Linked DNA regions of Mus musculus: all the other regions are linked to region 5. A link is a contact called in public ChIA-PET and HiChIP or PLAC-seq data. All regions are on one chromosome and are shown on one strand. Each heading gives the region's core, a stretch centred on a gene start, on an enhancer-like site or on the middle of the called end of the contact. The rest is flanking DNA. Distances are from core to core; before and after follow the strand shown.

Evidence for each region. ChIA-PET counts read pairs in DNA pulled down with a chosen protein or histone mark. HiChIP or PLAC-seq counts read pairs in DNA pulled down with a chosen protein or histone mark.
Region 1: an H3K4me3 HiChIP or PLAC-seq map of pro-B cells shows a contact between it and region 5, with 8 times the contacts expected there. The contact joins the promoter of Clec12a here to the enhancer-like site in region 5. A contact is called at or near these places in 2 of 15 datasets of contacts at CTCF or cohesin (large pre-B cells and stem cell-derived epiblast-like cells), 9 of 484 Hi-C or Micro-C datasets (the AML12 cell line, the HPC-7 cell line, cortical neurons and 3 more), 14 of 115 datasets of contacts at active chromatin or transcription factors (the 230-238 cell line, acute myeloid leukemia, astrocytes and 8 more) and 1 of 9 other capture datasets (adipose tissue).
Region 2: an RNA polymerase II ChIA-PET map of memory CD8 T cells shows a contact between it and region 5, with 5 times the contacts expected there. The contact joins the promoter of Clec2m here to the enhancer-like site in region 5. A contact is called at or near these places in 1 of 15 datasets of contacts at CTCF or cohesin (large pre-B cells), 5 of 484 Hi-C or Micro-C datasets (B cells, CD4 T cells, Th1 cells and 2 more), 9 of 115 datasets of contacts at active chromatin or transcription factors (the 230-238 cell line, T-cell acute lymphoblastic leukemia, epiblast stem cells and 5 more) and 1 of 9 other capture datasets (liver).
Region 3: an H3K27ac HiChIP or PLAC-seq map of extraembryonic endoderm stem cells shows a contact between it and region 5. The contact joins two enhancer-like sites. A contact is called at or near these places in 1 of 484 Hi-C or Micro-C datasets (forebrain) and 3 of 115 datasets of contacts at active chromatin or transcription factors (the 230-238 cell line, extraembryonic endoderm stem cells and large pre-B cells).
Region 4: a contact with region 5 is called in a FOXA1 HiChIP or PLAC-seq map of pancreatic cancer cells. The contact joins the promoter of Olr1 here to the enhancer-like site in region 5. A contact is called at or near these places in 10 of 39 promoter capture datasets (the 3T3-L1 cell line, 3T3-L1-derived adipocytes, the C10 cell line and 6 more), 3 of 115 datasets of contacts at active chromatin or transcription factors (large pre-B cells, pancreatic cancer cells and pro-B cells) and 2 of 9 other capture datasets (liver and macrophages).
Region 6: an H3K27ac HiChIP or PLAC-seq map of microglia shows a contact between it and region 5, with 6 times the contacts expected there. The contact joins two enhancer-like sites. A contact is called at or near these places in 1 of 39 promoter capture datasets (neutrophils) and 2 of 115 datasets of contacts at active chromatin or transcription factors (large pre-B cells and microglia).

What each region holds. Positions count from the first base shown.
Region 1 is chr6:129,348,866-129,352,669 of GRCm38.p6, reverse strand. Clec12a (C-type lectin domain family 12, member a) reads right to left here and starts at 2,426. Exons shown (of 6, transcript NM_177686.4): 1 at 2,159-2,426. The coding sequence starts at 2,249.
Region 2 is chr6:129,330,330-129,333,848 of GRCm38.p6, reverse strand. Clec2m (C-type lectin domain family 2, member m) reads left to right here and starts at 2,068. Exons shown (of 5, transcript NM_199034.4): 1 at 2,068-2,354; 2 at 2,815-2,901. The coding sequence starts at 2,285.
Region 3 is chr6:129,552,794-129,556,497 of GRCm38.p6, reverse strand. No RefSeq gene overlaps it. Among named protein-coding and RNA genes, the nearest start is that of 1700101I11Rik, 21 kb to the right of the region's middle. Within about 2 kb of position 2,312, at least 2 of the 459 cell types and tissues checked have an H3K27ac peak or open chromatin away from gene starts, as enhancers often do. A contact at or near this core is called in extraembryonic endoderm stem cells, where this site is marked.
Region 4 is chr6:129,505,068-129,509,174 of GRCm38.p6, reverse strand. It overlaps Olr1 (oxidized low density lipoprotein (lectin-like) receptor 1), which reads left to right and starts at 2,010. Exons shown (of 8, transcript NM_138648.2): 1 at 2,010-2,140. The coding sequence starts at 2,068.
Region 5 is chr6:128,758,268-128,762,326 of GRCm38.p6, reverse strand. No RefSeq gene overlaps it. Among named protein-coding and RNA genes, the nearest start is that of Klrb1c, 28 kb to the left of the region's middle. Within about 2 kb of position 2,031, at least 357 of the 459 cell types and tissues checked have an H3K27ac peak or open chromatin away from gene starts, as enhancers often do. A contact at or near this core is called in 3T3-L1-derived adipocytes, the AML12 cell line, B cells and 22 more, where this site is marked.
Region 6 is chr6:129,421,513-129,425,405 of GRCm38.p6, reverse strand. Clec9a (C-type lectin domain family 9, member a) reads right to left here. Exons shown (of 7, transcript NM_001205363.1): 7 at 642-3,180. The coding sequence ends at 3,048. It also overlaps a transcript of Clec12b not described here. Among named protein-coding and RNA genes, the nearest start is that of Clec9a, 15 kb to the right of the region's middle. Within about 2 kb of position 2,200, at least 103 of the 459 cell types and tissues checked have an H3K27ac peak or open chromatin away from gene starts, as enhancers often do. A contact at or near this core is called in microglia, where this site is marked.

The DNA of each region.
Region 1 (3,804 bases), core at 1,177-3,676, 590 kb before region 5:
ATTTCTCATTAAAATTTTTCCAATATTTGCCATTTTTTTAAGAAAACCATTCTCATAGAATTGCTTTTATTATTTTATAGATGACGAATCACAAACTATATCATTTCCCTAAAAAGTTAAAAAAAACTTACATTATGAATTAGTGTTAAGAAATTACATGATTTAAATTATCCCCGTGTACGAATACATAAAAAGATTGTTTCAAGAAAGTAACTCAAGACTAACCTAATGCTCTTACTCTGCTCCTGAAATGTGGTTTATATCAACAGATGATAGCATAACAATGTTGTGAAGTCTCACAAAGTGACATATAAAATATAAAATTTAATTTCTTAATATTTTGGAAAATTATTGTTAGTGAAAATACTATAAATGTTCCAGTCATTATCTGAGGTTTGAAATACAAACTCATAGTCTATCTTTTGTTATAATTATTTTCTCATTTATATATAACATATATATATATATATATATATATATATATATATATATATATTCAGTTATTTAAAAGTTATCAGATCTGTGCCATTTAGGTACTAGACACTACTGTGGCTACTAATAAAACAGAGTAGTAAGGTGTGTGTGTTTTTGTTGTCATCTAGACGCATTTTAAAGGACAGGAAACAAAGTGCAAAATGACTGATTAATAGAGAAATGATAGATACATAGGTAATAGATATATAGAGATGATAGAGATAGGTAGATGATAGATAGATAGATAGATAGATAGATAGATAGATAGATAGATAGATAGATAGATAGGAACTTGAGAGTGAAAGCCACGAGATAACTTAGAAATGCATGTAGAGTGACACTAGAGCAAGAGACCTAGGAAGAGCCCTCCAGTGCTCCATCAAAGAACACAATCAAGCCAGGACAAGCAGAAGAACAAAACCAGCTCAGCCACAGGGATAGTGAAAACCAGGGGGATGTGTCACAGAGAATGCACAGTGTGAAGGAATTTCCTGTAGGTTTTGATATGTTTTGGGTGTTGTGCTGAGTATGTCATGTTGTGTTATATTGTATTGAGAGTAGAGCCTTGAATATGCTAAATGAGTGCTTTAGCACTCAGCTGTATCCTCAGCTCTCTTCTTACCTCTTATTTTGAGACAGGATCTCACTTAACTGACTGCACAGGTTGACTCTGAACTCTCTCATAGCCCAAGTAGGCCTTGAACTTCCAATCTTACTGGATATCTGAGATTAGAGAACCACTCCCTTAGATCTACCAAAAGAGCAATCTTAAAATGGAATGCTCAGCAATATAAAAACAGCAGAAAGGCACAGCAATGAGGTAGAGACATGACTCAGAAGTAGCTCAGGGCCTAACTGTACTTGCTTTGCAAGCCTTATAACCTAAGGGAAATTCCTGGTGGTTCACATGATGCAAGGAGAGGACTGTCTCCTCAAACTGTCCTCAGGCTGCCACACAAGCACTGTGGCACAAGCACACATATACACACACGTACACATATGCGCGTGCACACACACACACACACACACACACACACACACACACTCATACATGTTCATACACATATGCACACACATACACAGATTAAATTTAACCTAAATTTAAGACAAAGAGTAGAGATTTGAATGCTAGGATAAAATATGGAAACTCCTGAAGATCTGGATCAGAGCAAGCTCCATGAACAATGAGGAGAGAAGCCAGATTTAAAAATAAAAAATGTTCTCCCCTTCTTTGTCTTTCTCCTACACTTCAAGCAGTTTGCGTTCAAAAATCTAGCAAGAACATATAAGCCCATGACTTTCCTGAATAAGGTATAGTCCTAATTCCATGGCTTCACACACACACACACACACACACACACACACACACACACACACACACACCAAAACAAAACAAAACCTTCACAATAAAACACTGTCATTTGAAAATACAATCTCTTTCCACATACCTCAATTTAATTTAATATTAAAAATGTAAAATACAATGTTGTATTACAATGGCTTAAAGAAATACCTTATGCTTTAAAGAAAAAAATTATTTTTAATCACTTTGTTATTTGGGGTTTAAATGAAAGGCTGAACAAAAATTCATATGGCATATTAAAATTTAAAGAAATAAAAATTAAAAATTCACATTGCATGAATCTGTGGTCACTGCCATCTCATCCATGGCTCAAAATCTTACCTTTTCCCCCACATTTGTCAGACTTCTGGGTTTCTTCTTTTTTATCAGGGTCCTGGATTTTGAGATTTGCATAAACAATTTCTTCAGACATTGATGAATATTCAAAGAAGGCTCCAGAAAATGTCCTTCGAAAAAGGTGAGAGGGCTGACAGTTAAGTAAGCCTACCTAGACTTTCAACCCTCTGTAAACTGTGGCTAACCTCACAAGCTCAAATTTCCTTTTGAAAAACCACTATGCCAGACTCTCAAATATGTGTCTATGAGCCACAGTCAGTTTATTGCCTCAGACAAGAATAAATAAGATTGAAAGAGGAACACTTTTCTTCCTCATATTTCTTCCTTTTTCTTTACATAAGGTAATTTTTTAAACTGTGCTTGGATAATATTAGCTTCATACGAGTTGCGCAATTTGCTCCTACCACACAGTGCAGAAACAGCATATGATTAAACTCTGAAACAGGGAAATAATCGGAGTGATTCAAATCTCAAATGCTCCCTGGTGCACCACCATGCCCTTCCCCCAACCTTGAGCAGGCTCAAGTGGAGTTATCGCCTTGCTGCACCTGCAAGTTCCTGAAATAAGCTCACTGAGCTTGCTTTGCAACATAATACAGCCTAAACAAAGGTTGGGTTTTGTGGTCTTCCCTTTTTACCTGGAGCTGCAGAATTAAACTTTGCCTTGATCTTGGCTTCATCCTTTTCTTGCAGCCCATAGTCCTTTTCATTCCCAGCCCCCCTTTCAGGTTAACCCAGTTCTCAGTGGCTACTGGATGGCTACAGGTGGTGCATAGCTTGAGGCCTGAAAATGGGGAAGTGGGAGGAAGCACTGAGAAACACTGGCTTGAGTGGAGCTCCACAGAAAACAGAAGAAGTAATGGTATCCTGCCCAGTAATGAACAACATTAATGCTAACACTAGTTAGTTTATTTTAGGGAGGCTGTTGTTGCAGGAGGTGTATTAAGGGCATACAGCTGGGCTGAAGAGGTGTTGACCCGAAGCCAACTTCACCTAGGGGTAACAGCTCAACGGGACAGGGGAATTCTATATAGCCATTTCTCCACAGCCAAGAGTTGCATCAGGTGAGAGGAGCAGGGTTTAAAAACAGATGTTAGAAAAATTCTTAGCACAAGTAGATTTATGCTGTCCATGGTGCCCAGAAGTAGAAATGGTATTCAAATGACATGAGAAAGAGAGAGAGAGAGAGAGAGAGAGAGAGAGAGAGAATAGGTTTCAGAAAAGCAGGTATCCCCTGTCCAGGACATGTTAGCAAAAGAGATAAGCTATTTCAGAGCTCTCCTTGGGACAGGAGGAAATCAGAAGACATCCTGCTTCCTCTCTGGCTCCTACTGGAGATATCCTTAGTCCTGGTTCTAGGTCCCTTTAGGACATCAAGTTCTCTTCCCTCTCTGTCTATTGTCTGTCCTTGGTGCACCAATCTGTCCATGTGTGTCAATTTACACCTGTTTTTGTTTCGTTGTTTGAATGATTGTTGTTCGTGTTTAGTGTTGAAAAGAAAAAAATGGCTAAAACTTTATGTGCTGGCTGCCCACCCCCTGATTTAATTTAGCTTGTTTAAAGGCAGTCTTAATTGTCCTTTGGAGCCCTGCACCTATAGTTAGGAGTCAATCACAGCTGGAGAAGCCCTG
Region 2 (3,519 bases), core at 819-3,318, 570 kb before region 5:
AGAACACTCGGTCCAGCTGTAATCGTCTCTGCCCCACGCCAACGCCCCCGAAGCCCCTAGAGATGTGATGGGGAAAAATGCACCAACTGTGAAATTGCCTCTGATGCCAGGACAGTAAAGGGGACGTTGCCAGGCAACAGACTTTACTCCAGACCAAGTTCCAATATTGCCACAAGCCATTGCAGACCCTGTTCAAGCATTATATAACATCATGTACTTTTAATTAATTCACCTCCAAGGAACTGGAATCTAAATATCACACACTCTTAACTATCAAAAACAAGCTGTCTCTAATTGGTGTGTAAAACATTGAAATATTCATTCTGAAATAATTCATTTCAAAATCTGACTGTAGGAAAACACGAGCCAGATGAAAGGAGTATGGCACAAAAGATGAGTGACATAAAGACTTAAAATAATATGTTTAGAGTAATCATGGAACATTTCCTTATTAGATAAAAGAGCAAAACCGTTTAGAAGACATCATTTTACTTTTGAAAGTTATTTATAAGGTTAATATATATTTTTAATTCTCTCCTATTTTCACTTTTCCAACAGAAAATGACAGTTGTGAGATTGCGGTGAAGGAAGACTCACTAGCAGTAACTCTCAGTCGTGCTCACAAAGGACTTGGCATTACAAGCCCTGGATAGGCCAGCCACAGCATGAAGGACCCTGAGCTGTCAGGTTCTTGAGTTCCCTTGACTCAAGATGCCCTTCCATTAGGACACTGTCCCACCTCAGACCTTTGTCATTCCTGAGCCCTCATGACTCCCGATGCCCTTTCACTGGGACACCTTCTCCCTTTAGAGCTTTATTGGTTCCTGGGCTTCTGAGTCCCAGGATACCCTCCCATCCGAGTAGAAACGCTTACCCCCAAAGACCTGCACCTCCCTAGTATTGACATTATGAAAGCATCATGATACCACACCTAGCTTTATTTACTTGGGTTCTGAGGATCAAACTCTGGCCCTCATGTTTCAGAGGTGAGCATTTCACCAAAGGCATGTACCTGCACTGTGCAGGGGCCCTTCTGCTTACCCTTGTGCTTCTGAGGGTTTTCCAGCAACCATCTCTGTGTGGTAAAGGGGCTAAAGAAAGACCCTGATCCTGACCAGACCCCAAGACCAAGGCAAAAAACACAGAATCCCACCAATTCTCAGCTTGCCACAGAAACTCACCAATTGGTGATAATAAAAAAAAAAAATCAATCCCTGCTCCCTCCACCCCACTCCCCAATCTCAGGACTTGAAATCCCACCAAAATCTTGACCTTGGAAAAAACTCTGCTCCACAAGAAACACTGCATAAACCCTGCCTTTGGCTCAGTTCCCTGCTGGAAACAGAGCAGAAGCAGCCACTCTGATGGGTTTCTCCCTTTCTCCCCTGAGTAGCTTTTGGTGAGAAGGTTTTATCACAGCAACAGAAAAGCAAACTTAGACAGTTAACAATCTTCTTATATCAGATTTTACAGATGTGTGGCACCACATATAAAATATGGGCATGCTGATGTTTCTTATGTTTGAATTACAATGGAATTTAAATATTCCTTAATCCGATCTTTCAATTCCCCAATACAAGATGAAGAATGGTTTCAGTGTTTGGGGGAAATTAAAGATAACAAAAAAGTATAATTCCTTCTTCAATTACGGGAATCTGTAGGCATGATTCCAGCTTCTGTAGGAATACATCATTCTGAGCTTCTGCAAAGAGGATAGTACCTGTGTAGGAAACAAACCTTAATTTACCATGAGTTTACTTTGCCAAGTTTCACAATACAATTCACCGGACCGTTGGAAGTAAAGAGAAAGCGATTAAAAGCAAAGTAAAACTGGATGTGGGGCTCAAAGATCAAGAAAGGATAAGTGTGATTTACAGTTAGTTCAAACAACTCTAAAGTTACACGGGCTTTATCAGATAGTTTACACGGGAGACACTATACAAAGACCAGGGAAGGGGAAGTCTTGACTGGATAGCTGAAGGGAGAGGATGCTAATCAGGCTTCCCCATGGCGACCAGCAGCCAATCAGGGCAGCTAGCGAGACACCCGTTGGAGCGTGCTACCGTTAGAGGACAGGGCCAGTGAGATGTCTTGTGGCCCATCATGCAGAACCATCACGCTGGAGTGGTGCTATCTCTCCCATCTATCAATCTTGCTCTAGTCTTGATTCCAAAGAAACTCAGCCCTCCGAGTCTAGAGCTTTGAAGACAACGGATACAACTATCAGTTCTCCTTTCCGCTTAAGAATTTTCTCAATCTCTGTAGTCACTGGAGCACCATTTCTATGCAGACCGACACTTCACCCAGACTACCTCAGACAAGCCATGAACGCAGGCATCACAGGTTAATGTTCGGTAAGGAGATGACTGGGTTTCATTGAAAGCTAAGACTGGTAGCCTCTGCCTGTGAGGCAGAGGTGAACTTTAAGAAAAAGTGGCCATCATCAACAAAGGCTCAAGACTAAAAGTGAAGATGATACACTCCCGCTCCACCCTCCTCACAACAGAAGACATTTTATTAAAACCAAACCAAACCAAACCCACCCACCCGCGCCCCCCCCCCAAAGCCACAAAAGGTGGGGGACTGTGTTTTTGTTCTTCAAGCTTTGCTGGAGAGTGTTTTGCCCAGCTCTTGGAAGTGACAAAGTACTGTACAGACAAAAGCCAAAGTCACACCTGAGTGCCTTTTCCCTTTTCCTAATAGATCAATGGCTGAGTTGTGTATAGGATACAGAGATTATGGCTTTTTTAATGGAGGTTTTGTTTGCTTGTTATTTTTCTCTGGTAGTGACCTGTCTGCTTGCTTTATGTACAGATGCGAAGAAAGTGCTGACCCTTTGGACCCTGCTAGGAGGTGCTGTTGCTGTTCTTCTTTGGGGGTTTTTCAGTTTTCCTAGAAAATGTAAGTGATCAATTTCTACTAAAAACACTTGATAGTGGTATTGGCTATTCAGCCTGACCCCTCCACCTGCTTTACCTCCTAGATTAGTCTATTGATAAATATGTATTACATTTAAACAGAGTACCAGCTGGGATATTTTCCTGAAAAAAAAAATAGATTAGATTTGTTTCTAGAGGACTTGCTATGCATAAATTCATTCTATTTGAAGCAGGAGGAAGGAGGGTTCTGAGTCAGGGTGATCAAATAAAGCTTTATGAAGAGCTGGGTGTATGTGGTCAACGGTAAGATCTTGTAAGGCACCATATTTGTGTCAAAATTGTGTCAGCTATAGTGGTGGTGGGGAGGGGCAAGCAAAGTGGGGTATGCTAAGCTGCATTTGTTAACTCAGGGCCACAGGTGCATGGAACCCTGATTCCAGCTTTACTCTAATAGAAGCAATGGGTGGGAGACGAGCCCACCCACCGTTACCACCACACGGACTCTCCAGACAGTGAAGTGTTCAGGTTCTACTGAAGATCCTATATCCTCTTACTCTGTCATCAGGCTCTCCTCTCTCATAGGCCATTGCTGTTCACACTCCACTGCAGCATCTTCATCAGCAGCACAGTAGATCATAAC
Region 3 (3,704 bases), core at 1,063-3,562, 790 kb before region 5:
GATTAATGATCTAAGCTGTCTTAGTTAGGGTTTTACTGCTGTGAACAGACACCATGACCAAGGCAAGTCTTATAAAAAAACAACATTTAATTGGGGCTGGCTTACAAGTCCAGAGGTTCAGTCCATTATCATCAAGGTGGAAGCTTGGCAGTATCCAGGCAGGCATGGCACTGGCAGAGCTGAGAGTTCTACATCTTCATCCAAAGGCTGCTAGTGGAAGACTGACTTCCAGGCAACTGGGGTGAGAGTCTTAAGCCCACACCCACAGTGACACACCTATTCCAACCAGGTCACACCTATTCCATCAAGGCCACACCTCCAGATGGTGCCACTCCCTGGTCCAAGAATATACAAACCATCACATAAGCTGTCTATTATCCCCTAAAGAAATAGAAGTAGTCATTAATAGTCTCCCAACCAAAAAAAAAAAAAGCCCAGGACCAAATGGGTTTAGTGCAGAGTTCTATAAGACCTTCAAAGAAGATCTAATTCCAGTTCTCCTCAAACTATTCCACAAAATAGAAACAGAAGGTACTCTACCCAATTCATTCTATGAAGCCACAATTACTCTGATACCTAAACCACATAAAGACCCAACAAAGAAAGAGAACTTTAGACCAATTTCCCTTATGAATATCGATGCAAAAATACTCAATAAAATTCTTGAAAACTGAATCGAAGAACACATCAAAATTATCACCCATCATGATCAAGTAGACTTCATCCCAGGAATGTAGGGATGCTATAATATACAGAAATCCATCAACGTAATCCACTTTATAAACAAACTCAAAGACAAAAACCACATGATCATCTTGTTCTTTCTATATGCTCTCTTAATTTCTAGGTTGCTCTACTCTGTTCCTTTCTCTTCCCCATCTTGCTCTCTCCTTCTGATTCCTTCTGCTGTAATATAATGAAATACAATGTAATCATTCCTAGGGGATTGTTTTGTACCTTTTCTAGAGAAATAGATTTATGAGCATATTTTTTATTATTTTTTATAAAAGTTCACTAAAATTTCAAACATAAATTCAAATTATAAATTGAATAAGAAGTTTATAACAGAGATATTTACATGTGTCTTCTTTAAGACTTGTTATCTAACTAGAAGTTCATTATTTGTCACAGGTTCATTGAAAATTAACAATCATCATTCTTGTGACTAAGTTAGCATTGAAGGTTTATAAAGATAAACCCAGTCAACATTTAATTTTCTGTCTTTGCACCTACAATAAATCATTAGTTTCATTTAATGATCTTTGGTTAATTGTTTTACAACCTCATGGAATGTGTTCTAAGTTGTAAATGCCTGCTTTCTATTTCATAAGTAATTAACTGGTGACATGTGAAGACTGGAAGAGTCCTAAATGCAGTTTTCATAACAAAGAGGGCTTTAACGGCAGTTCTATTATAAAGGTCTTAATAATTACTAGTGTAATTTTAGGAATTCTTATAGGATGATCATTAAGAATTAAGAAATTATCTGCCCAGTAGGGTGGGTAGACTAATAACTAGTAATAGATAGATAGATAGAGAGAGAGAGAGAGATAGAGAGTAGAAAAGGCATATTAACAACAGGAATCTTTCCTAAAATGTAGTCCCTTTTAATCTTGCCTGAAAAGGGCTCGTTCATCATGCTTTAACGTTCACAGTGAAACCATCTCAGGAAGATCATCTGCCTCTCCTAGATGGCTCCTGTCACAAAGCTACACATATCGCTAGTGGCATGCTTACTTCATCGAGTATGCCACCTAAACCTATCCAAATAGCTGCCACCAACTGGGGACCAATTACTCAAATATCTTGATGTCTCTTTCAAGCTACCACTCTAATTTGAGTGACAGAGAAGTAATGAAATGATCAAAAAATGACTGCACTTGCTGTGGAATTTCTTGGGGCCTGATCTGTCCTCCTAGGAAGGTGATCTGGGTCTGTCTTTGAGGTGGCTTACTTTTAACGCCTTTTTGGATGTGTTTTATTGTATGTGTACAAATGATTTGACTGCATTACGGATGTGCACCATAAATTTTCCTGGTGTCCTTGAAGGCCAAGAGAGAACATTGTATCCCCTAGAACTGGAGTTACAGGCAAAGGTGAGCCACCATGTTTGGTTGTAGTTGCTGAGAATCAAACCCAGATCCTCTGCAAGAGCAGTAAGTGCCCTTAACTACTGTGCCACTTCCCTAGCCCAAGTGGTTCAGTATCACACAATGGGCTCAGGAGCCTTGTGTTTTCATGGGACAGCAGCTTTCAGCCTCCTGATCATTTTATCTTTAATTGTTAAAATCAGCTACATCTGCACAATGCCTTCCCAGATAATGATTCTCTTTGCTGAGTTTACTTTTGGAATCTGGACCCTAGCCATACAAAGCCCAAGGCTAACTAAACAAAAGTATTTGTCTTTACTCGGACAGTAGCAACAACAAATGCAATGAATGTCTTTGTTCTTCTGGGGAACAGACTGAATCCCACAAAGATCTAGAAAAAACAGGTTGACTGAAAGATGGAGGTGACCTGTTCAAAAAGCAACTGCTTCACACAAAGCATGAGAATCATGCAATCTAAGGTAAGTTTCACGTTTGTGTCACCTGCTAGAAATACCATGTACATGCTCAGCCTTTATAGGAGAGAAATCTTGTCACAGACTTGTGGAAATTGGAAAGAGAACACCACAGATCCCTGATCAGAGCAGGTTCCTGACTAGGAAGGCTCATGGTGCATGATGTGGGGACAGCAGGAACACAAAAGAAGAACATCATGAGAGTTGCAATTTATTTATAGAGGAGAGAGGATTCCATCTCACAGAGAAGGATAAAGAAGATAAAAATAAAGACATGGCCAAGTGGCAAGACTACTTTCTGCTCTTGCATCTGACCGAGGTTCCATTCCCAGCACACATAAAACAGCTCTTAACCATCTACATCTGCAGTTTCAGGGTACCCATCTCCTTATTCTCCAGATGCACCAGGCATTCATATAGTTCACTTACAGACATGTGGGCAACACTTATGTATATAACATAAAAATGGATTAAGAAGCAGCAGCAGAAGCAGCCACCACTGTCTGGAGCAGTGTTCCCACTAGAGGCAGGTGAGTCTGTGCTGCTGCTATTAGAGTTTACTGCTCCCATCTGAGCTGCCCAGAATAAAGAAAGAGAAGCAGAGGCAGTCATACTCACAACTGTGCTTGCCATTCTCAGAGGCTGAGAGGCTGAGAAAGAAGAGAAGATATCTGCAACTCTACTCAAAGCATGGAAAATCTGGATCCTGGTCCCTCTCTAGATAGGGCTCCAATCAGTTCCTTCAGTCCCTCCCAACAGGCCCTGAGTCAGGGAACAGAGCTCACCATTACTACTTTATTCTGCATGTCTATGGTCTGCAGCAGGGTGTGTGGCTGACTAAGGAATATGGGAAAGGAGGGAGGAAGATAGCAGATCTCCAGGGATGTAAAGGGCAGGAGTGATGGGAAGAGAGAACTGAAAGACCCTTAGAGAGAGTGGCTGTGAGATGGAGATGACTGGTACAGATCACCCAGGAAAATGGACCCAGCTTTCCTTAGACTCTTCAAGAGATGTGTTTCCTTGCTGTAGGTAGATGTTCCAGAGAAAGTCATGAGAATTCATCTGGTGCAGCCCTTCTCCCTTCTCATCAGTCACCTTTCCATCACTTTATTTCTATCTCTGGGAGTTTTAATTCTGGCCC
Region 4 (4,107 bases), core at 761-3,260, 750 kb before region 5:
TCTCTCTGTGTCTCTCTCTCTCTGTCTCTCTGTCTCTCTCTCTCTCTCTCTCTCTCTCTCTCTCTCTCTCTCTCTCCATTAACGACACTCATTGTACCTCAGAAATACAATGCCTAAACTATACCTGAACAAGGACAACACCAGTAAACATGCTAATATGGAAATGGGAAGTCTCATAGGACCCCACTCCTAACTAAGAGCTACAGGCAGCCAGGGAGTGCTTCTTTAAATCTTAAATGATGAGCACAGAGGCAGATACAGGAAGAGAGAGGCTTCAGCACACTCCTCAAGTTCCTGAAGTAATTCCTTGTGTACAGTCACATGTGTTCTGTGACCTTTGCTACACTTTAGGTTGTACCTCCGAGAACATAGGCTTAAAGACATGAAATTCCACTGGGGTGTGACATCAGGTGTCATGGAGCATTCTGAATTTTTTCAAGTCTTTATCATTTTCTGGAAACATCTCTGTAGAGATTTAAGCACAAGAGAAAAGTCCAGGTGTGGTAGTATGGTATTGCCTTTAATTCTAGGACTTGGGAAGAAGAGACAAGAAGATCTCTGTGAGTTTGAGCCAGTCTTAACTACATAGTGAGTTCCCAAGCCACGATTACCCAGTGAAACACTGTCTCAAAAGAAAAAAACCAAAACAAACCAAAACAAACAAACAAAACCCTAACAACAATCAATCTATCCCCTTTCCCCCCATCACTTTTTCCTCTCTGTTAGAGTCTTGTATACTCAAACTCAAAAAAAATTGTTTAGTCTATAAGAGGGTTACTTTACTTTCACAAAAACACATGCAAGGGCTGAACCTGAGTTAGGAACTCGAGAGTTGGTCAAACACCTGTCCTGTCCATAATCTTAGCACTCCTACTGTGAGATGGAGGGCAGAGATAGGAGGGAATCTGGAATCTTTCAGATCAGCTAGCCTGGAGCATGTATCAGGCAATAAGAGACCTTTCCTTAATCAGTGAGAGACCAGGGCCTACCAATACCTGATTTGCCCTCTGACCTCCACTTGTATCTGTGTTTTGCACACATACAAGCAAGCTCAAGTGCACACACACACACACACACACACACACACACACACACACATGTTAAAAAGTATAAGTAATTTCAGAGACATATCTTTTCATGGTGTATATAGGTATAAAAAGCCAAGGCATAGGTCAGAGTAAAACATACTCTTTTCTAATCAATTTAAGTATCCTGGATACTACAATTAGTAGCAGTTTTAACTATTATTTCTGACTTTTATGTTCCAACTACAAAAACCTGTCATTTTTACATCTAAGCTCCTATTGAAACATTACCTGAGCCAAGTGTTTGGTTACAGGTTAATGCCACTATACCTGGCCATTGGAACGTTATCAAACATACATTATCCTCAAACTCCAGACAAATATGTAGATTCAATATAAATATTTCCTGAGATGACAGACCCAGGGAAAGATCTAAGACTTACTCTAGCTATTTCTACTGGGCTGCTGCTGCTGTTTAAAGTCTCTGTACTCAAGACTTCCCCTAAACTCCAGCACTCAGGGCCAGGAATGGAAATCCTATGTGACTTAAGTCATATTTCTGATTGCTCATTAAAACTATTAAAAGTAAAACATGGTGCTTATAAAACAGACACCATATAGCGACAATCTGCTTTGGTGAATCAGCAAACAGAAAAATGTGAACAAACAAGTCGAACCATCCAGTCCAATCACCTAACTTGAAGAATGTGCTTCTTTGACTTCCAAACCCTTATCTGATTTGTCTGCAGTATCTTTCCTATAATTGTCGTGGTCAGCCCTCTTTCCCCTGCTGTCTGTTTCTTAGTGAAAGGTCATGAAGCATGACTGGATATAATTCTCCCCACCCACAAGAGACACAACCTAAGAATTTGTGTTAGCCAACTTTCCAATATGAAGCAAAGCTTCCTTTCCTCCCGCGACGGTTGAGTCATCCTCTGCTAGATAAGAGCGGCTATTTAAACTGCAACAGAAGCTCCGCACACTGGCAGTTGGCTGAGGTCCTCGACTGTTTCAGTTTTTCACTCTTAGCAGGAATTTGGAGATGACTTTTGATGACAAGATGAAGCCTGCGAATGACGAGCCTGATCAGAAGTCATGTGGCAAGAAGCCTAAAGGTAACAGGGGTGGGTAGATGCTTATAGAGACAGAATGCCAGGCTTAGCTCAGAAATATAAATTAAATGTACTGAGGAATGAGGTTAGAGGGTAAAGCCATTCAAATATAAGAAAATACAAGAGACCAAGACCATTTATTTAGAAGGAAAGCAAGTAGGATTCAAGATAACAACTAGCTGATACTACATCTTTAGTATAAGCTGTTCTCCATGCTACGGCTTTAAATTAATGCTTTCTACTAATTGTAGTACTTATATTATCTGCCTTCCATATAAAGTTAACTCAGGAGGAGTAATAAAGTCACTCAGTTTCCTTGAATTAATCAGAGTAGAGCCAAAATCATACCAGATTCCCATGTATGAAGAATCCAATCCATAAAAAAAAAAAAATGGGCGAAAATGCATCCATTTAGAGCACACACTAATTGTTTTTATGTGTGTTGCTGAAGTACTGCAAAAATCTGAAGTGCTTTGTGAATTATCTAAAGCAAATTTGGTATATTCAGTATGACTGAATATACGTTAGACTTTCTTGTCCATCATTGCTTTGACCAGGAAGCAGGAGTGGGTGGGTTGGGGAGCAGGGTTGGGGGGAGGGTATAGGGGACTTTCAGAGAGAAAACTAGGAAAGGGAATACCATTTGAAATGTAAATGAAGAAAATATCTAATAAAAAATCCAAAAAAAAGAAATGTAAATGAAGAAAATATCTAATAAAAAAAAAGAAAGAAAGAAAGAAAGAAAGAAAGAAAGAAAGAAAGAAAGAAGGAAAGAAAGAAAGAAAGAAAAAAGAAAAATTGTAATTTGTATTTGGCTACTACAGTAAATTGAATTATTTAGGTTTAATTGATAACTCATTTTTGTAGACAACTACAGATAAAATGTCTTTTATTTTATAAAATTAAGAGGAAAAGGCCAGGTGGTGGTGGTGCACACCTTTAATCTTAACACTTGGGAGGCAGAGGCAGGTCAGCCTTCTCTACAGAGTGAGCTTTAGGACAGCCAGGGAAACACAGAGAAACCCAGACTCAGGAAAAAAAGGAACAAAGTATAAGAAGAGGAGGGAAGACAGACTGTGTCTGTAAGTAAGCCTGAAATCTTTCAATGGGTAGGATAAGGGTGAGTGTAGTGTGATTTAATATCTGAGTGGCTGAACTAGCTCAGAGTCAAGAGTGCTGGGGCTTGGTAGTAGAGCCAGCAGCTGTTGAACTAGCTTAGTGTGAGGAAGTGCTGGTGTTTAGTAGTAGATGTAGGAGCTAATGCCAGTTGTTAATTTACTCAACCGGTCACTCATTATTTGTGCAATAAATATTGTTTTTACTTGACTTTTACCATAAATATGATTATTTCTTCTATAAGAGTCCTTGTTAAATTAGGTCCTTGCTGTGAATGGTATAAATTATACACTGAAATTAGTATACAAATCTTTATTGATTGACTAAAGGTTGTTTTCTGACTAGAAAGCCAATAGTCTCCTCCTACTGCTGAGGTGGGATGAAGGTGCCGTTTAAGTAATGGGAGCTTGTATCTTCCTTTCCCATGGCAACTCATGCAATCGGTGTTTTCATTCAGTTGTAGGCATACAATGTGTGATGAATACTGGGGTTCGGGAAGGATTTTTACCTGATGTTAGGTGCCAGGATAAGGCAACTGCTTGTAAGAGATATTACTGTCTTCTATTATCTGCCAGCTAACCACACATTCGGAGAGAGAAATCCTGCAGCCAGAGAATGAGTTCTATTTCTACCTGTCAGAATTCCTTTTTGATATCATCTGTGGATTCTAACACAAACTAACAGAAGAGAACTCTGAACGTATTTGACCACTTGTTAACTTGGACCTTTATCACATTCACACCGAAAGCTCAATGATATAATACTCCAAGCACTTTGGCTTATGAGCATTGGATTAAAGAACAACGTTTAGGGCCAAAGGTGGTACCACATGCCTGATATCCCAACACTGGGGA
Region 5 (4,059 bases), core at 782-3,281:
ATTTGTTAGAGACACTCACAGTTCTGGACAAGGGGCGCCTTCAGACAGCAGCAGCTTTTACTGTGTGAGGACTCCAGTCTTGGTGGAGAGAACCAGACCAGAGCAGACCCTAGCCAGACACAGCTCTGCCTGGTGACATATGTTTTAAAGGCTATTCTAGACCCACAGGCTGAGTTTAAATGGCTGTTATGTAAAGAAGGGGAGGACCCCTTGGGGAGTATTGCAAGGTCACCCGTGGCATTTTGGTAGAGACCAAACTGCACTATGGTCTCTTTGTCCTTCCTTCAAGGCCTCCGGGAAGGCTTAGCAAGCTGAAGGGATGTAGCAAGTTTTCTGTACATGCAAGGGCATCACTCAGTCCAGTGGCTGTGTTCTCATTTTCATCGCAGTGGCTCTCTTGTGAACCTAGCGCACATTGAGAAGACTCAATGAAAAACCTTCCTTAGGAGAATGGAGCAAGTAGAAGATAGAATGTCAGGACGTGAAGGCACAGTAGAGCAGCTGGAACACTCAAACAAAGAAAGAAATAAAATGTATTTTTAAAAATTATTAGTATTATTAAACATTAAATGTTATTAAAGAAAATAATTATTACATATTAAATAATTTAAAATAAATATGTAAGAATTTGGGCACAAATTATGAATTGAAGGTACAGAGGAAAGAGAAGCATCTCATATTAAATACAATAAGTGGGATATACAGAGAAGGCCCCGGGGTGCAATGGTGCTCTTAGGATATGCTGTGTGTTAACTACTGACTCCACCAGGTCACAATCTCTTACCTGTGCTTTCAAAATGCCATCCTATGTTGAATCCGCCCAGGGATTTACCCATTCATTCCTTTAACCCCCTCAAAGTCTAATAATGTTCACCGGACACGTCCTCACAAACACTCACAGAGAAGTGTTTTACTAACATTTTAAGCATTTGAAGGCTTTTGGAGTTTTCCAGTTCATGCAACAAACACCAAAGTGAACCAACTGAAAAGCAGATGGCTCTTCCGGACTGTGGAAGAAAGATGAGGACAAATGGAAGGAAATGAATGAAAGAAACATCGGAGCACACAGGGTCACCAGCAGACACCCTGAGACCTTATCACACTCCCCTGCCCTCACCAGCACACTAGAGATCTAATTCTGCAGTCTCTTTACCTGGACCATTGTGTCTGCTTACCTAGAAAAAGCCCTGGGCACTGCAAGAGAGCGCAAGCCAAGGAGGAATACAGAGAATTCAGAGGAATGCACGCCTGAAGGTGCGGGAGTGTGTTTGCTGGGGTGACCGGCAGGGGGCGCGGGGCGAAAAGAGGCTTCGGGGCTCATGAGGTTGCGGTTCCCTAGAGTGAGGAGTGGCTGACGTTAGGCGGGAAGTGTGCGTGAGACTGGCGGAGAACCTCATGAGCCAGGTTGACGGTGCGGTTTGGGGCGAAGGCCTGCTGGGCGTTGTACCCTATAGTCTCCTCGTTGGAGAAAGCGGTGATGTCATAGAATACATAGCTAAGTAGAATCGGAGCAGCAGCAACGCTCGCCGGTTCTGGTGGCGCAGGCCGGTAGGATTTGCTGAAGGAGGCAGAGGCAGGAGGATCTGGAGTTCGAGGACAGCCTGGTCTACACATTTTTTTTCTTTAATTCCTAATTTTCTCCTGGAAAACATTCACCTTTTTTTTTTTTTTTTTTTCTAAGTTCAACACGAAGACAAATTCACGGCCACACGCCACCCCCAAACACATCTCTAGAACTGACACCATTCCGAGACCCAGTTTCCTCACAGACCCTCACGCCCACGCACCCAGATCGCATCCTTCGCGTCCTTCGGGCGCATAGGCACCAGTGCAGCTCACACGCTCTTGTCCACGCAGAGCTGCACACGCCCGACCCTCCTGTCTTCTCCCCACGCCACGCTTCCGTCCTGACACGACCCCCTTCTTCCAATCCATGTCCTCAGTTCTCCCGACCCTTCTGTTCCATTTTGCTAGTGTTACACGGGCGAAGCAGCGATCAGTAGTCGGCCGGCGAGAAATGGTCGCCGCCAAGAGTTCGGTTTTGTTTGTATTTGGTTTTGAGAGGAATTCGGGGAATGACGAAAGATCAATGGCAATGACGTACGGCCACGCCTTGTAGCTACATGAGCTCGAGAATGTGCCTCCTGGGCGGGCTGGAGAGATGGCTCAGCCGTTAAAGGCTAGGCTCACAACCAAAAATATAAGAGTTCGGTTCCCAGCACCCACGGCTGTCTCTCCAGCCACCTTTTTTGCCTTATATCACACACACACCGAGTGAGCATGCAAAATTAAAAAGTAATAGTTTTAAAAAAGGAAGAATAGAAAAACTAAATAAAACAAATAAATCCCGTCTCTCTTCCGTTGCCTTTAAGCAATGCAATCAATTTCAATTGATTTTTTTTTTTTAAATTTATTTACATTTCAAATGTTATCCCCTTACCTGGCTTCTTCCCCTTCTGGAAACCCCCTATTCCATCTCTCCTCCCCCTGTTTCTATGAGGGTATTCCTCCATCCACCCACCCACTCCTGCTTCCCTGCCCTCAATTCCCCTACATTGAGGCATCGATTGAACCTTCATAGGACCAAAGGCCTCTCCTCCCATTGATGCCTGATACATATGCAGCTGGAGCCATGTGGTGGTTTAGTCCCTGGGAGCTCTGGGGGTGGGAGGTGGGGGGGGTCTGGTTGGTTGATTTTATTGTTCTTCCTATGGGGTTGCAAACCCCTTCAGCTCCTTGAGTCCTTTCTCTAGCTCCTCCATTGGGAACCCTGAACTCAGTGCAACGGTTGGCTTCGAGCATCCACTTCTATATTTGTAAGGCTTTGGCAGGGCCTCTCAGGAGACAGCTATATCAAGCATCTCTTAGCATCCACAACAGTGTCAGTGTTTCGTGACAGTATCTGGGATGAATCCCCAGGTGGGACAGGCTCTGGATGGACTTTACTTCAGTTTCTGCTCTGCACTTTGTCTCCATATTTGCTCCTGTGAGCATTTTGTTCCCCTTCCAAGAAGGACCGAAGCACCCACACTTTGGTATTCCTTCTTCTTGAGCTTCATGTGGTCTGTGAATTGTATCTTGGGTATTCCAAGCTTTTGGGCTAATATCTACTTATCAGCGAGTGCATATCATGTGTGTTCTTTTGTGATTGGGTTACCTCAGTCAGGATGATATTTCTAGGTCCATCCATTTGCCTAAGAATTTCATGAATTTGTCATTTTTAATAGCTGAGTAGTACCATATTTTTTGTATCCATTCCTCTGTTGAGGGACATCTGGGTTCTTTCCAGCTTCTAGCTATTATACGTAAGGCTGCTATGAATATAGTGGAGCATGTGTCCTTATTCCATCTTGGAGCATCTTCTGGGTATATGACCAGGAGTGGTATAGCTGGGTTCTCAGGTAATACTGTGTCTAATTTTCTGAGGAACTGCCATACTGATTTCCAGAGTGGTTGTACCACCTTGCAATCCCACAAGCAATGGAGGAGTGTTCCACTTTTTTTTTTATTAGGTATTTTCCTCATTTACATTTCCAATGCTATCCCAAAAGTCCCCCATATCCCCCCCACCACCACTCCCCTACCCACCCACTCCCACTTTTTGGCCCTGGTGTTCCCCTGTACTGGGGCATATAAAGTTTGCAAGTCCAATGGGCCTCTCTTTCCAGTGATGGCTGACTAGGCCATCTTTTGATACATATGCAGCTAGAGTCAAGACCTCTGGGGTACTGGTTAGTTCATAATGTTGAAGGGTGCTCCTCTTTCTCCACATCCTTGCCAGCATCTACTGTCACCTGTGTTTCTGATTTTAACCATTCTGACTGATGTGAGGTGGAATCTCAGGGTTGTTTTGATTTGCATTTCCATGATGACGAAGGATGTTGAACATTTCCTTAGGTCCTTCCTTTGTTCGTGTGCACCCAAGTCCAGGAGAGCTGGAAGCCTCAGCTTAAAGTAAGGAAGAGCTGAGACAGGTCTGGATGCTTAAGCTGCCTAGGACAGGAGAAACAACCGGATCAAGCCGATTTAGAAGCAGAGGCTCCAAAGGTGGACAGTTCC
Region 6 (3,893 bases), core at 951-3,450, 660 kb before region 5:
GGTGGATAACATCAGCCGCAGGATGTTTGCATTCAGTTTCCTTGTACTTTTTTTGGGAAGAATTGTCAATGCTTCCCATCCTTTTTCTAAACATAGCCAGATGACAAGCCTTTGAAGAAGCTCAGAGACAAACAGTCTTCACTGTTAAAAATCACCATTGTTCCTCTGTTTTCCAGGATAGTATATTTAGCTACCAGCTGCCAGCTGTGAAAACCAAACAGCCTACAACCTTGACAGTCTGTGGGCTCTTGACTCTCCCAGGATCAGCATAAAATGAAAGAAATTTCTTTTCCCTTTTTTGAGTGTGTGTGTGTGTGTGTGTGTGTGTGTGTGTGTGTGTGTGTGTTGCTTCCACCTTTTAAACCACCTCATCAGTGTAAATAAATAAAAGTAAGACAAAGACATGATCATCTCAATGCTACAGGACCAAGCCACTGAAAAAATGACTTCAAGTCAAAGGAAACCTAGTTTCCTTTAAATAATTTCTGCTACTTCAGTTAATTAGGTTTTATTATCATTACTACCATCATTTTCATTATTGTCATTTATCTAAGTTATGCCTTTTTAATGTAAAGGGAAAGATGGAAATATTGTACCTCTAGGCTTCTTTTTGTCAGAATAAAAGATTAGATACAATCATACTGAATTTATCAAATATTTATTAAGAGCATGTTATGTATGTAGTATGATTTAGAGATGACACATTATAAGTACGGAACATGATAACTATAATTAGCTAATTTTTCTTCTGGTAGATAGCACTCATTTTCATTTACCCTTTCTTATCTAAAGTATCATTTTTTATAGTTTGCATGTAATATTTGGATGGTGTTCTTAAGCAGTATTTTGAAGTGAATTGTATTACAGTTTTATAGCAGGAAGGTTGAGACACAGGCAGTTAGAGGAACTAGGTTGTTCATCTTGTTCATCTTGTCAGCGCAGACTGAGCCGTTTGATCTGTGAGCAATAGGATGGAAGGCTCCACCTACACAATGGGACATGCTGATGTCCATGCTAATCCTTCCCCTACATGAAATTCAAAGAGTACCTTTCCCAGCAGAACTCTGCAGTCTGAAAAGCACCATAGACAGAAAAAGCCCTGGTTCCTTCTGAGGCAGATCAGAGGGACTCAATGACTCTACAGCTTTGGGGCAGAAGTTAAACCCTGTTAAATGTTCATTTTTATGAAGTACTGCTAAGTGCTATTCGAATTGTCATGTACTGGGGTTTTATTAAGTATTTATTGTAAACACACTTTTATTGTCTGTGAACGTGAATTCAAGCTATCAGCCAAGCAGCCTTTTTACTAACATCTGGCCAGACTGCCCTCATGACAGTCCAGCCAGCAGTTTGGGCACTTTACTCTGAAGCCCCTCTAGCTACTGAAGAATACCACCACCCCATGGCTGAAGACATGCTCCAGTTGTGACTGCTCCCACAACTGGAATAGCCTATGGAAAACAGCACTCTAACTAAGCAAGGGAAGCCTTTTGGCAAATTGCCCAAGGCCCAGCCTGTCCTGCAGTTCTCATTTGGGCCAGAGAGGGAGCACTTCCAACCATGAACCTAGGGAAGATCTGTGACTGTAAACAAGAGTCTGTGCTGTGATTGGTGCAAACACAGTCCTTGAAGAGCTACTGTGAAGGTGCAGACACCCGCACTACACCCACTTCTTATCTATTAAATGGGCTGTTTAGTTCAGTTTTAGAGTCAGCCAGGACACCCCCTCCTCTGACACTCCTGATGCTGTAACATTAACACCAATAAAAGACTTCCCGAATGGTCCTTTTTCTCCTCCTTTGCCCTGCATTAGAAGAGTAGCCTGAGCTGCTAACACAAAGAGAAGATGCAGAAGCACAAGATGGGAGCAAAGGCAACCAAGCAGAGCAAGCAGCTCTAGTGGTGACAGCAGTTACCGTGGCAGTCGACAGACAAGAGAACACCTGAAAAATTCCAGAGATGGGTCATGGCAGAAAGGATGGGCAGCAGAAACAGAGAGACTGAGGAATGGTAGAGTTAGAGAAATGAGAGAAGGCAGAAAAGCAAGGCTGAGTAAAGACAGAAGACTGTGGCCAACCAGGAAGGAGAAACACGGGCTTGGAGACCTGGAAGAGTGCCAAGCAGCTGCAGTCTTTGGAACCAAGGATCACAGAAAACCTATGCTGAGAGCTGTAACACTAACAGCCAACAAGGGCTGATGGGAGATTCCTGCATTCTAGACCAGAGGACTGTAATAGTAGTCACTGCAGAGTTAATGCCCCACCACCCTAAAGCCATCCAAGAGCTATAACACTAGTGGGAGCTGCTTGCTGCTACTGACTGCTGTCTGGTATTGCTGCTAAAGGTTAGGGATTGTAAAAGCTGCCAAGACCCAGAGCCAGTAGTGATTAAAACGAAAAGCTATAAGCCTTCAACCTGAGCACTCAGATCCCGGAGCAATAGCCCCCTAGCTCCAAGGGTTAGAAACTGTAAATCTCTATATCTGTGAGGTCATCCCCCAGGCCCTGGGCCTCAGAAGAAGATTAAAAACACTGGAGGTCCCCATTCTGCTCATTTTTACCTAGAGCCAAAGGACCCCTGGCGTATGATTGGTGGTAATACTACAGTTTAGAAATCCATCTCTCTCCTCTCAGTGTGTGATCTTATGATCTATAATTACTGGAAGGTGACCTGAAGAAAATTTTGTCAGTTGTAAGTATAGTAGATAGAATTGTTTACTAAAAGTACAAACCAAGGATTGCATAAAAACTCCCACAAGGACAGCTAGATCTCGGTGTGGTATGGATCGTCACTTTGGACTTTCAAACACACAGGAAATTATTTTCTCTTCTTTGTTCTCACTGAGTCAGATCTTCTGTAGCTCTAAATCAATTTTTTCCTTGGCACAATGGACAAGGTCAACTGAAATCTGCAAAGCGTTACAGACTATTGCCAAGTGTAAATAAAAAATCAAGCTTGCCTTCATAGTCTCACATCAATCTCCTCCTGTGTTTGCTCTTTGGCCTCTTTCAAACACTTGTGTAACAGGTAGCTTTGAGTTGTATCTTTCAGATGCAGGATCCAAATGCCTTCTTCTCACAGATAAAATATTTCCAGCTATCGCACTTATCTGAGATGAGAGTAGAATCTTTGAGGTATCCACAGATCTGGCCGGCTGATCGCTGTCTTTCTGCTGGCAACCTGAAAAAGTAAGGTAACTTCTCAGGTTAGAGGTTAGATGTGAAGATGACAGTGGTATTTGAAAGGGAAACTCTCCAGAGATGCTGTTGGATTTATTTTAGTTTGCTTTAATGTGGTAGCCTTCTGTGGTGGTTTTGTCCTCCTTCAAATAGCATCTATTAAGTTTTACAAAGGATATGTTGATATAATTTGAACAAATAGTTTCTAAAGAAAACCAAGCCATGTTTGCATAAAGGTAGGTGAGAGCCAATGCGTTTCTCTCGGCTCTGTTCTCAACATACTAAGGCACTTGGTTGTACCCATGAAATGCCATTCTCATCTGGAAAGCTCAATATAGAAATCGATCAATAGTTATCACAGTCTTTTTACCAGAAAGTTTTCTCAGCATTAAGTGATACAAAGGACTAACAGTTTATTGGCCATTTAGGCATTTGGATTATGAAAACAACTTTATAAAGGATATGGTAGGAGGGCTGGTAGGAAGATTCAGAAGATGTTCAGGGTAGTTTTATGTTAACTTGACGCAAAGCCTGAAGTCATCTATGAGGAGGAACCTCAATTAAGAAACTACAGGCAGGTCTGTAAGGCCTTTTCTCAGTTAGTGATTGGTGGGTGAGAGCTCAGCTCACTGTGGTGTTATCATTCCTTGGCTGGCAAGTCTGGGTTCATAAGAAAGCAGGCTGAGAAAGTCATGAGGAATAAGCCGGTAAGCC